Linked DNA regions of Mus musculus: region 1 is linked to region 2. The links are chromatin contacts, called in public Hi-C maps. All regions are on one chromosome and are shown on one strand. Each heading gives the region's core, a stretch centred on a gene start, on an enhancer-like site or on the middle of the called end of the contact. The rest is flanking DNA. Distances are from core to core; before and after follow the strand shown. Region 1 has its middle 8.8 kb from the start of Gm34675. Region 2 has its middle 110 kb from the start of Gm39242.

Evidence for each region. Hi-C and Micro-C count contacts between places; a contact is called where the count stands out from the background.
Region 1: a contact with region 2 is called in a Hi-C map of the N1E-115 cell line, with 2.6 times the contacts expected there. The contact joins two enhancer-like sites. A contact is called at or near these places in 1 of 484 Hi-C or Micro-C datasets (the N1E-115 cell line), 2 of 115 datasets of contacts at active chromatin or transcription factors (embryonic basal ganglia and forebrain) and 2 of 9 other capture datasets (embryonic stem cells and pancreatic islet).

The regions. Positions count from the first base shown.
Region 1 is chr8:108,297,611-108,304,152 of GRCm38.p6, forward strand. It overlaps a transcript of Zfhx3 not described here. Among named protein-coding and RNA genes, the nearest start is that of Gm34675, 8.8 kb to the right of the region's middle. Within about 2 kb of position 4,936, at least 9 of the 459 cell types and tissues checked have an H3K27ac peak or open chromatin away from gene starts, as enhancers often do. A contact at or near this core is called in the N1E-115 cell line and embryonic basal ganglia, where this site is marked.
Region 2 is chr8:107,941,088-107,947,205 of GRCm38.p6, forward strand. No RefSeq gene overlaps it. Among named protein-coding and RNA genes, the nearest start is that of Gm39242, 110 kb to the left of the region's middle. Within about 2 kb of position 1,959, at least 25 of the 459 cell types and tissues checked have an H3K27ac peak or open chromatin away from gene starts, as enhancers often do. A contact at or near this core is called in the N1E-115 cell line and embryonic basal ganglia, where this site is marked.

The sequences.
Region 1 (6,542 bases), core at 3,686-6,185, 360 kb after region 2:
ATATATATATATATATACATATATATTCACTATTCTTTAGGTGGATCATCTCAGCTGAATTTAGTTGAGGCAGCTGAACTCTGTTCTACCTAGAGTTCATGAGCTCATGTCCATGTCTGGGATTTCAGGTGATACAGCTAAGATGCAACCAGACACTTTTTCCTCTCTTCTTCTTTCCTCCATGTGGGTTCTCACCTTAAGAAAAGCTAGACTACACACACACACACACACACACACACACACACACACACACACACATATATATATATATATATATATATATATATATATGTATATATATATATATACATACACACATATATTTGCTGGAAGGATTCCCAGTGAGCAGACAGAGGGAACAAAATCCACTAAATAAGGATTTTTCTCACTGTGTGTCCATCCTGCCTGTTAAGTGAAGTCCCAGTGGCTGAAGCAAACCACACAACCATGTCCAGACAAAGAGGGAGGGAATTACACAGTTGTATGAATATAAAGAAATGTGATTTTTAATCAGATCACTTCCGCAACAAAAACCTTAATTAAAAGCCATCCTAGGATTGTTTCAGAAGACATTTGTGTAACTGTGTTCCTTGACCCAGTGCTACATTCACAGCACCTGTCATTGACTAAACTCTTTGCTAGCCAAAGCTCTCCTTAATATGTTTTTTTTTCATACTAAACTTTTTATAAACCTCTTCTCAAGAATCCTATCCTCCTGCTCTTGCCCCTATTCATGGTCCCTTTCTATTTCCTTGAGGTCAAAGCTCTACTGTGTCTAAATAGCAAGCTATTTCAGCTCAAGAAACACTATTCTTCTACCAAAGTCAATCTCCAGTACCATTTCTCATTGTATCATTTCTGCTATGGATGACATTTTCCAAGCAGGCTTTTATGCCCTAAAACATATATACCAAGATACAAATACTTAGTACCCTAAATTGGATGAAGCTTACGGTGGAAAGACTTTGCTTCGGAGTTTATTTGCGAATTCCTTGGGTGCGTTAAATTGGTCTTACTCTGAATGACATTGGACAAAACCCAAGGTCCTAAAGTGTGCAGTGCCGACCACAGCATGTTGAAGTATGCCTCTTTACAACGTTTGAAGATGAAAACAAATTTCATTTTCTAGACAGATGGAAACAAGGAAGGGATGTGGTGTGAAATGACAGACATCCTGAGCAGTGTAAATTGTATCACAAAAGCCCATAGGATAAGCACTATCTAGATCATTTGGTATCTGGAATACCTGGTAGTGGGCATGGTAAGGACTCATCTGGTGGTGAGCAAAATCCCCTGTGTAAAAACACTTTTGGAGAAGGGTTGTGCAGTTAGACTTAAGGTCCTCAGTTAAATTTTGGATAGCCGATAGCCTTTATTTACATGGCTGTGACTTAGCTATGATGCACCAGGCACTAGGGTGGCAAGTAGAGACAACCGTGATTGAAAGAGAGCTGTCCCTGCTGCTCTTATACTCCCAGCCTTGGAAATGTGATTGAATAGGTAGGGAATTTTCTGACAGTGGATACTTGGTGGGCCCACTGCAGAAGGGCACCTTAGACTAAGGCTGCCAGGGGAAATGGCATTCAAACAGAGATGGAGAAAGATGACAAAGGTGAGTGAACCTGGGGTCGGGGTGTGACACACAGGTGCTTACGGCAATGGAGGGACATCTGGGTAGACAGACGGAGTGAGTATTTTGTGTAAGAGATGAGAGAGGAAGCATCTTGGGTTCAAGCCCCTGGAAGATGCTAAGCTTGACCAGAGCTCTGAGAAATGAGATAAAGGCGGGGGTCAGGAGCCTGGATACCGTGTAAGCAAGCCTTGCTGACTGTGTCGTCTAAGGGCTGATCTAGAACAAAGACAAACACAATTGTGAAATACAGGGCATTTCATTTAAAAAGGAATCTATGCGATACTGCAGTTATCCTGGGCTTCCCGTCTCAGCCCTGACTCAAAAGCGTCTCTTCAGCCTAGATGATACTACACCCTATACATCATTCACACCAACCAAGAATGGGGAAGGAGTAAGACGGTACTAGTGATCCCTTTCCATGAAGCAGGGTTTAGACGTTACAGAAAGAAAACAGATTGCCATCTTCACTGGTAATTTTTCCACCAGCCCAGCCCAGCCCAGCCCAGCCCAGCCCAGCCCAGCCCAGCCCAGCCCAGCCCAGCCCAGCCCAGCCCAGCCAAGCCAAGCCAAGCCAAGAGTATCCCTTAGTGACCTTATAACAAGCATCCTTTTTTCTCTCTCTTACTCTTTCATATATTTAACCCTTCTTTAGGCTTTACTAAGACCTCATCTGCTTTTATTTGGCCTCCCTCCCTTTTGTTTTTTACTAACTTTCTAAATATAGGTAACTGACCATTTGTCCTTTCTCAGTCCTTCAGAGGACCTCGTCAGGGGCATCCTTTTGTAGCCCTGTCTCTGAGGCTGCTTCAAACCTTGGTGGGGTTGGGGAGTTTTGGGGGGGGGGGGTAGGGGAATGGCGGTGATCCTAATTTTGTTTGTTTCCCTATGGGAGATACAGCTTGGTTTTGAGGGTCTATGTAAAAGGCTACATCTGTCAAATTATCCATGTGCAAGTTCCCATTGCTGTCAGTGTCTCACGTTGCACACTTCTTAAGAAGTTTAAAGTCATAACAAAGTGCAAAGCAAGACCTGGGTCATGCCAGCATAGCAGAGTGAAGGGATCACAGAAGTAAGACCTCATTTCCAGAAAGGACTTCCCCACGGAAGGTATTGTTCTGGCAGGACCAACATGCTAAAACCCAGGGAAATTGAAAATAGATTGTTTTCACTGGGAGACTGCTTTTGAATGATCAGCCCATCAGCCCCCTTATACTCCACCTCCACCCCTGGGCACATTTATTACAGTTTCATCCCTTGTGACACCGTGGCTCTCATTTGAGGTAACCTTGGCCCTAAGATGACCAGTCTCCTTCACTCACCCATGCCACACAAAGGGCTGAGCTCATTTCTGTGTCATCTGATATATCGGCGGCCCATCTGGTCACCAAGTACCGAGTTCCCTGGGACATGGAATTAGGACATCTCCAGGGACCACCCAGGGCAAAAGTCTTCTGACTCTTTTCTCCCTGAGTTCGGGTTTTAATGCATTTTGATTGAAGGTGTCCAAGCTAGCATCTGAATTATTAAAAATATCAGAAGCGTCCAGAAGTTTTGATTCTTTGGGGGTGACACAGAAGGCAAGGGCCAGCTCAGACCAGGAGGAGATGTCCACTTGACTGAGGGACAAGTTCCTCCCTGGACGGAGTGTGAGCCTCACCTCTTTGATTCTAAAGCTTCTCAGGTGGCTCTGAGCTCTGGGCACTAGCAAGAGTCTCAGCTCAGCAACACATGTCAAACCTGAGACCCCCAAGCTCTGATGCGTCAGGAAGGCTCCTGACCCTGAAACCCCCTGCAAAGTTGACATTTGTATTCTACCCTTGCACGCTGGACATACTTGCATTCAAGTCCGTGCACCCTGTGTCTAACAGGGGATTTCAGACTGTTTTCTTATTACTAAATGGAGAGGTATTAACAACACAATGCAGAAATTAAAAAAAAAAAATAAAGGCGGGGTGGAGGGGTGAGGAGTGGGAGAAGAAAAGACAGCCGCCTGCCCTTTTCTTCTTGGTATTATTATTTGTGACAAAGCCCTCGGTCCATTTTTCTTCATAATTTGCAAGACCCCTAATGGGAACAGCACCTCCCAATTACCATGGCTGCCAAAGGCTAATTTGGTTACCCTCCAGATCCACAGTAGCAAAACTGTGTCGAGCCTTTGTCGATATTTGCATACTATACATACCAGGAATGTAAAACAGCTGCCTGGCCCCTCTCCCCCATCATGGCAATTATGGGTCATTAGCTTGAGCCCCCCCCCCCTTTTTCTTGTTCTTGCCTTCCAGGATCTGGTAGATAGTGGTAGGCAGCTGACGGATTTGCAGAGACAAGAAATGAGAAAGCTGAGCTGCATTGCTTATTTGTTAAGAGTCAGGGGCTAAGGAACCATCACTTGAATTAGATGAACAGAGCCCTGTGCCTTTATATCTTGATTACTCCTCTTCCTCTTCCTCCACCTCCTCTCCCTCCTCCCCTTCCTCCTCCTCTTCTTCCTCCTCCTCCTTCTCTTCTTCCTCCTCTTTTCTTCCATTCCTCTCCCTGGCTAACCAATTCTCCTCCCACTCTTCAGATGGGGAAGGCTTATAGAGAGTCCACGCCCAGCCCCACACGTGTCTATGTGAACGAATTTATCCTGGCACCTCGAGGTTAGGTGCATGTGAGCACATGGCACTGTGAGTGCTCGCCCTTCTTAAGATGAGCCCTTAGATAGCCCCCGTATCGATCCGAATATCGAAGCGGAGAAGTCGCGCTTTAAATTTCATCATTGAATCTTAACCTCCAGAAGGAGGGAATGGTGGGTGGGGCTGGGGAGAAGAAAAGAATAAGGGGCTTAGCCAGGAAGCCCTTTCTTTTGCCACAGAGAGTTGTGTCTTACAGTAGTTAATGGGAAGTTATGGTTTTGAATATAATTTTCCCCCTTCGAAGCTGCTAATTTTATTGACAATGTGGATAGATTGAGAGACCCAAAGCTTTTGTGTTGTTTTGTTAAAGCAAATAAGTGAGGCACAGATGTAAATTACATCTCCAGGTTCACATTTGAGGTTTGCAAATAATACTGAGCTAATGGTTATTGCGAAGGAAAATAGCACAGGGATCGATATTCTATACGGTGCTAGGCGATGCCTCTCTCTCTTTTAATCACCTCATTGCAGAAATGGCATTGAAATTTGAAATCTCATTTTCTCCATTTGTACAAATTGAACATAAATCACCGTGAGTGAGGGGAGGTGGCAGGCAGCTTCACTCTTTGTGGGATTGCATTACTAATTAGTGTGGGGCTAAAGCCCTCGCTCAGCCTGGAAAGAGGCTTCTTGAGACCTCTGGCCAAACAGGAGGTACTCGGGGAAGCTGGGTGGGCAGGGGAGGGGCCGGGCCTTGCTAATGCGGGGAGTCGGCCCTGTAAATGAAGACAGGCAATGGGCGGAAGCATCCCAGACTTCCACATGCTTTTGAATATCAAGTCCGCACTGGGATACTGGTGTCCCACAATCCCCTTGGGTTTGCAGGGCGCTTGGGAGGTAGAAGACATCATTATCCCCAATGAGAAACCGGTGAGATACTATCGTCTAAGACTTCCCTTTTGTCTGCGGTTGCAGGGGTCAAAACTGGGGTGCGAGAGGATATGCAGTCCTTCTTTATACGGACCCTGTGTCTAATCAACACCCCGCCCCCACCTTCTGTCCACTGACACAAGTTTCAACGCCTTTCCCTCTGACCATCCTCTTCATCATTTCTCCTTATACTTTGACTCAGTGACTCTTTTTGGCTCTAAACAAAGTGATGGATATTTACAAAGGTTATTCCAGCATGCCAAAGGATATCTGGCATTATGCCCGCTACTGCTTCATTTTCTTAAGCGACTCAAATGTTCCTTGTAACGGAGTTGCTTGATTGGCTCATGAGTCATCATGGAAAAAGAGCGTAAGCCCCTTTTCTCCTTCCTTGGGCTGAAACATCCTGGTGCCATGCATTTCTGGCCTGAAAAGCCACGGGAGCATAGGCTTGCTTTTATAGATAAGGAATGGATGGATTCTAGGCATCTAGGACTTAGGAGAAAGCCCAGTCTGTAAGTTACACCTCCTGGGTCTGATCTCATCCCCGGAATCTAGGTAAAAATGCAAGACATGGTAGTATGTGTTTGTAATCCCAGAAAATAGAGACAGGATTTCTGGGGTTCGCTAGGGAGATGGTACCTGCAGAATAATAGCCAAGGTTTTCCTCCGACTGCCATATTGGCGTGTGCGTGTGCATACACCCGCACATACACACAATTGAATATAATTTACTAAGTGGAAGAAAGGCAGGAGGCAAAGCTTCAACTCGGCTGGCAGAACACCTGCATTTTGGACTTTGTTCATAAAGATTTGAGGAAACATAGCAGAGGAAAGCGCTGTAGACAATCCTTCACTCATTCTCCACTCTCTTTTGAAAGAGCTTTGTGTGGCGTGATGAGCGCAGGACGTGCAGTTTGTTAAACTTGACATTCAAGGGCAGGATGAGTGATTAGATATTTACATATTAGTATGTAAGTCTAATCCCATGATGGACAGAGTGTACAAACATACACACAGACACACACACACAAAATGGTTGAACTGGGTGTTTGTCAAGGTGTGGACTCAGCCATGGCTGTTGATGCCCACATCCCCAGATGACACCACTTTCAGATAAGAGCAGGAACCCTTTCCATTCCCTGAGAACTGTGCCATGGAGAAGTCCTCCAGACCCTGCTGCAGTGAGGCAGGACACCATCCTGTTTGAGGCTGGTGACTACCCTCCTGCCATCCTTCCCCACACCCGGGGTCAAAGGCATGGCTTCTCCAAGGGACGTGTGGACACCTGGTAAAATTTCCCATCCTGCCTCCCATCCTCAGCAGGAACAGGAGGAATTAAAAACAGGGGAGGTGAGAGA
Region 2 (6,118 bases), core at 709-3,208:
TTATATAATGACTTGCCTTTGGGTCCTTGTGTCTGACCTCTCTCTCTCTCTCTCTTTATATATATATATATACACACACACATACATATATGTGTGTGTATATGTATATGCATATATACACACACACACATATATCCCTATATTGACATTACTCTAGAATTATCCCATTTTTATAATGCTCACATTAGTTGGTGAATGTACATTTGCACAGGACTTACACATTCACCAAGGTAGTATTTGCCCCCTGCTTCCCTGCTCCAGCTTAACACTGTCTATGGCGTTTAAGTTTTTGACTGATGCAGCAAACCAGTTTTCAAACACCCCCTCCCACCACCACCCCCAAGCCAGTTTTCAGAATCACAATCCTGTTAAAGGTTCCTCGGACAGCTGATGTCTCCCTGCCCCCCGCCCCCCCCACCCCGGTTGAAATGAACTGGTTGAGAGATAGGACTCAACTCCCCCACCATTCAAATGTTTTGAAAATTTTTTATTCCTTTCACTTGAATAGAGCAGTACTTAATTTCCTGGAATCAGCTTCCGTTCCTCAGTGCTGTGTGTCGCTGTCCTCCAAGGCAGGTTCTTTGGAGGGACGGTAGCATCTCACCAGAGCTAATAAAGTCAATTAGGGTAATGCTATACAGTGGGCCACTAGAAAATCAGATGCGTCTGCCTTGGTCCTCTGTTTTCAGATCATACCAATCTTGCTCTTCATAAAGAATATATAGAGAAAGGGCTTTTATTATTAGTGCGTAGATATATATTAAATTGCAATCTCTCTCTCCCCCCTCTCCTTTCCCCCTCTCTCCTCAACCCCCCCCCACTTCTCTCATTTCTTTTTAGTTATTGAGAGAGAGAGAGAGAGAGAGAGAGAGAGAGAGAGAGAGAGAGAGAGAGAGAGAACTTGGGAAAAAAATCTGCGGACATGTTCACACGTTTTCATTACCAGAAATGTACCGCTGAAAACTGATCAAAGCTGGGAAAATCACGGCGGCGGCTGAAGCCCCCATCTCCAGCCTGTCTGTTATTATTACCCAGGTATTACCACAAATGTGATTCAGCAAATAAAGCCCCTGGCTGCCTGGCTCCCTCTGCAATCAGCAAGCCAAGTGGATCTGCCATGGGGTTTCCTGAAGGGACTCCTAATTGTCTTGCATGTGTTTGTCTCCCAATCTGAATATTCCTGGCATCCGGGAGACTAGTGGGAAATGTACAGATGTCTCCAAGTACACATGGAGTCCCTATATGTTTTTGCCTTTGTCAGTCACCGTATGCGAGAGAGATGTTTTAAAGCACAGAGCCCAGGTTCTCCTTTGTAAGGCATTAAGCTATGACCCTCCTCCTCTCTTCCCGCCCCCCAGTAGCCCTGGACTTCAAGATGCCTCCTTGACTGGAGCCTAACATGGAGTTGTCTTTTTTATTTTTTATTTTTTTAAACCCAGTCACAACACAGAGAGAGGAGGAGGAGGAGGAAGAGAGAGAGAGAGAGAGAGAGAGAGAGAGAGAGAGAGAGAGAGAGAGAGAGAGAGAGAGAGAGCCTGAAGGATGGGTCTCAAAAATTGTAAAGGAGCCACAGGGAACCCCCTTTGCGAGCTACAGAAAGCAGGCTAGCTGAGGTAAGGTAGATGTGAAAGTCTTTCTTTTCTTTTTTCTTTTCTTCCCTCTCTCTGTCTCTTGCTGGTGTGTCTCCCTCTCTGCCTTCTCCCTCCCTCTTCCTAAGCGCCCCCCCTCCCCTTTCCCTATGTATTCGTGTGTTCTTCTCTCAGTAGCTTGTCTCTCTTTGGATCTGGGAGGGTGGCTGGGGTGGGGGGAGCCACCTAACTTCTTCCCCGCTTAAGCAGTCTGAGAATGGAACTCATGTGAATATGTAAATAGGACTCCTGGCCGCGTTGCCGACACGTGTATGTGTTGTATCTTCCCCCCCACCTCCCTGTCTCAGCGTCTGATCTTCAACAGATTGCTGTTGTTTCCTCTGATCGCGAGCACAGCGTGCTGGAAAGAGAGATGGGGTGGGGGGGGGGGGAGGTGGAGATTGGAGGGAGTGTGTTGTGGGGCTGGGAGGGAGGAAATCATGACAAGATTGCTGTGACTTTTTTATATTAATGTGTGGCTTTTTTCCCTAGCTCATTTGCATGTCAAAGTGGCGGAGGTATGAGGGCACAGATTAGTATGGAGATGACATAATGATGTAATGAATTAAATGTGATCACTTCTCCCAAGCTGGGGGTGAGGTGGGGGTGGTGGTGGGGAGGACAGCGAGGTGGGGAGGGGGAAGCTAGTGTCAGACAGCCAGGGTGAGCCAGCAAGAGGGGAGAACTGCTTCTGATCTGCACCGTGGTTGATTGATGTCACCGGCTCGCGGAATGCATCTTTTTATTGTGATGATGATGATGGTGATGGTGCTGATTGAGATGATTACACTTATCGTTAGTGTGAAATTTGAATTTTAAGTGGTCAGTGCCAGATCTGCACCCCCAGCCCCCCCCCCCCCCCCGCCCAGTGCACATGATTATTTGGTCCATCAGTGCAAACCCTTCACTGTCAAAATCTAACACCACTCTAGCCTCCGCTTTTATTTAAAAAAAAAAAAAAAAAAAAGAGGACGGTGCAACCTCCAGGAAAGAGAAGATGACTAATTTGTGATATCACACAGAAGGCTGGATTACAAGGCCTTTTCATGGGGCTTCAGTTCTGGTTTTGAGTAAGCAGAAAAGAAAAAAAAAAGAAAGAAAGAAAGAAAGAAAGAAAGAAAGAAAGAAAGAAAGAAAGAAAGAGAGAGAAAAGAAAAAACAGGAGGGGAAAGGAGATTTAAAACATTTTTATTATGAGAAGAGAAAGACAGAGACAGAGGCAGGAGAGAGAGAGAGAGAGAGAGAGAGAGAGAGAGAGAGAGAGAGAGAATCTTTCACTATATCGGTAGGGTGGCCAAGGTTTTCACCATTGACAGTAAGGAAAATGCAATTTCATCTCAGGCGTACAGCGTTATCTCTCTTTAATAACAAAACCAAACTAGGCTGATTGCGAACAAAGCAAATCCCCAGCCAACCCAGTGTGAGAAGCAGCAGAAATCGGGACATTTACCGTCCTCCTTTAGCCTGTTTTATACGCAACACCTGAAAATGTGCATACAGCAGTTGCAAATGGGAGGAAGGGGGAGGCTCTCTCCTCTCCCCTTAAAAATGTGTGTATAATTAAAAAGGAAATGAAGAAGAATATACATATAAACTCCAAAGATTTTTTTTTTTTTTTTAGAGTTGGAGCTTTATTTTTGGTCAAATTCATCCTGTGAGCCAGCAAGTTTTCTTTGACTCCTTCTAGTATCCTGCTCCTTGGGATTTCCTAAGGTATAGAAAATCGGTATAGCAACTTGGAACTAATTGTCCTTGTTGCAATAGCCCGGATGGTATGAAGGGGCACTTAGGAATTCACAGACGTCACTAACATTAATTTATTGAAAAAGAAAATCCAAAGCAACTCCATTAGTTGTTTTTCCCCCCTCCCTTGTTATTGTTAAGGGCTTTAAATGGATTTCCTAATTGGATAATTTTATTCACAAAGAATAATACACAGATGGAAAACAAGCCCGGACGCTGGGATGGGGGCGGAGTTGGCAGGCAGAAAGAAGGAGAATCGTCAGCGCGAAGCAGCAGGGTCAAGTTCATGGAGACCCTTCTCAGAAGTTATGCTAAGAAGGGCAGAGGGTGCCGGGAACAACATGGATGTGAGAGCCACCTGACCCCCGGGCCCGCGGGAGGCAGATGGGTGTCTTAAACATGTTCAGACAACACAGCGGAGGATGCGTTTGCCTCCTTTCTGTCGTGTTTAAAGTAAAGCCCGCCATGACTGGGGCTTGTTGATGATAGCTGCTTGCCGTGCAGCCCAACCTCAGGTTTCTTAAGTTGCAGGCATCCCCGGGGTTTCCCTTCTCTCGGGTGCTGTGATCAGATCTGCGTTTCCTGTCTCCCAAGTCCATCGTTTTGTCGGCGGCGAGCTGGGCTTCTGACATCTCTCTTCTCTTACCTGGTTGTGTTTATTATAGACCAGATCCCAGTGAATGCCACACACAGACACTATTAGTAGCAAAGCGTATCAGGTCCCCTTCTTATACCCGCCACCTGCTAAATACATGCAGTGTGAGGGCAAAGTTCTGGAGTCCTGGTCCTTCTGCCTCCACACCGGTATCCTTATCCTTTCATTCCCCAGGTAGCCTGTGGCCTCCACAGCGTCCTGCTTTCTCCCTGCCTTAGTCCTCTATGCCAATAAAGAAGAAAGGCAGCCATGAGGATTGTTACTATTGATCTGCCCAAGGGGATCATTAGGCGTCCGTATCAATCTACAAATCAGTAGGCCTGTGTTACTAGCCTGGGCAGTCATTGCCAATTTGTTCCTATTAGATGGCCGAGCCTGGAGGTGTGTGATGAGCAGTCGGTCTTTATCTCTGCGCTGGGTTTACAGGCTTGCTGCCAGATGCCAGAGTTCACTCGAGTTTTATTTTGGGGAGTGGACGTGGTGGAGGGTGCATGTGAGATGAAGAGGGGTAGGTCTTTGTGGATTTTCTTTCTCAGTCTGAAAGCTGCCTGCAGACTGATTAGGCTACCAAGGTGGACCCCACCCTGTTTTCTGCGAGCCGTCACGAGTGGGGAGTGGCCCCCAATATCTTCCCAAGAAAGCTGCCCATAGAAACCTTTAGCAGAAATGGTTGTTGTTTTGTTACACCCCCCCCCCCCCCCCCGCCCCGTTCATGGTCCCCATTCCCCCTCCTCTTCTTCCTCCACTTCCTTTGCTATCCGCAGTGTATTTACTGTTGGGCAGGTGACATTTTTCCCTGATATTTTCTCTGTAGTTCAATTAGATAAGGTAAAAGTTAAAGCTACGGGTAATTTTGTTTGGGCGAATCATATTTACCTTGTCTCTTTGAACTAAAATCTAGAAGGCAAGGCGTTCGGGGCTGCATTCTTTATTACTGCTGTGTTTTTAAATCTTTAAAGATCATCTTTGTCTCTGGTCTTAGGCTCGGAAAAGAGCAACAGCTAGAGCAGAAGCCCCATTCTGTTTCATGCAAGTAGATCGTGAAAAATAAAAATTACGTTTCCACGGAGGAAGGGGAGGAAAAAGGGATAATGAATAAATAAGCACAATTTATGCCGTTACTGCTGCCAGCGTGACATTTCCTCTTCATTATTTTGTGAAAACCTCAATTTTAAACCTGGTTTTACTCACTCCTGATGTGAGCATTATTCAGTATAAATATCTGTCCATTGCCAGGCCTCGATGAAGCTCCAAGTGACATTTTCTGCTTTATAGCTTGCAACTGGGGGTTGGGGGAGCAGGAGGCAGGGTGGGGTGGAGGGAGGCAGGGAAGGTGGGCTGTGCAGAGATGGAGGGGAGGGACTAGGCTGCATCCACTTCCTGGGAGCTGTTTTTAATCCTGCAGTGGTGTTTGTTCCTTGTGAATAATAATCTCTTTTTCCACCTGGGGCTCAGGGGTGGTGGGTCACACATCCCAGCCTAAATTAAACACTTAGACAAAAAAAAAAAAAAAAAAAAAAAAAAAGTGCGTATCTGCTCCTGAATTGGTTTATTGCTCAAGAGGCAATAAAGTTCTGTATTTTCTTAAAAAAACAACAACAAAAAAAAAACAAAACAAAAAAAAAAACCACAAAAAACAAAAAACCCCAACGTTTCAAATTTTGATTGTTGTAAATGAGACAAAAGTGTTTATCAATAAAGGCCAATTTCTGAGAGCCCTGGGCCTGGTTTTTAGGTAGTCCGTGTTATTTCAGCTCACTCTTTCAAAACAGGGAGGGCTTGTCTGATACTTCAGAGGAAGAGCTAGTATTGGCATTTCTTCCCGTGTATAATTTTGTTACTGTTTTTCTCTTCTCCCCGTCCCTCCTCCCTCTGAGTCCTCCTGGCCCTGCTCCAATGCATCCCCACCATCACCCCCTCCTTAAGACACACACTCATCTGAGGAGACCCCCCTGCTCTCTGTTGTTAGCCTTGGGTAGCTCACAGACGTTCATCCAAGTAAGCCCATCTGTGTGGCTCTGATGACTTTGGTAGTGAAATCATCCTAATTTATCACAAACCAGACATCCAGCCCACTTTTATCTTCGCAGAG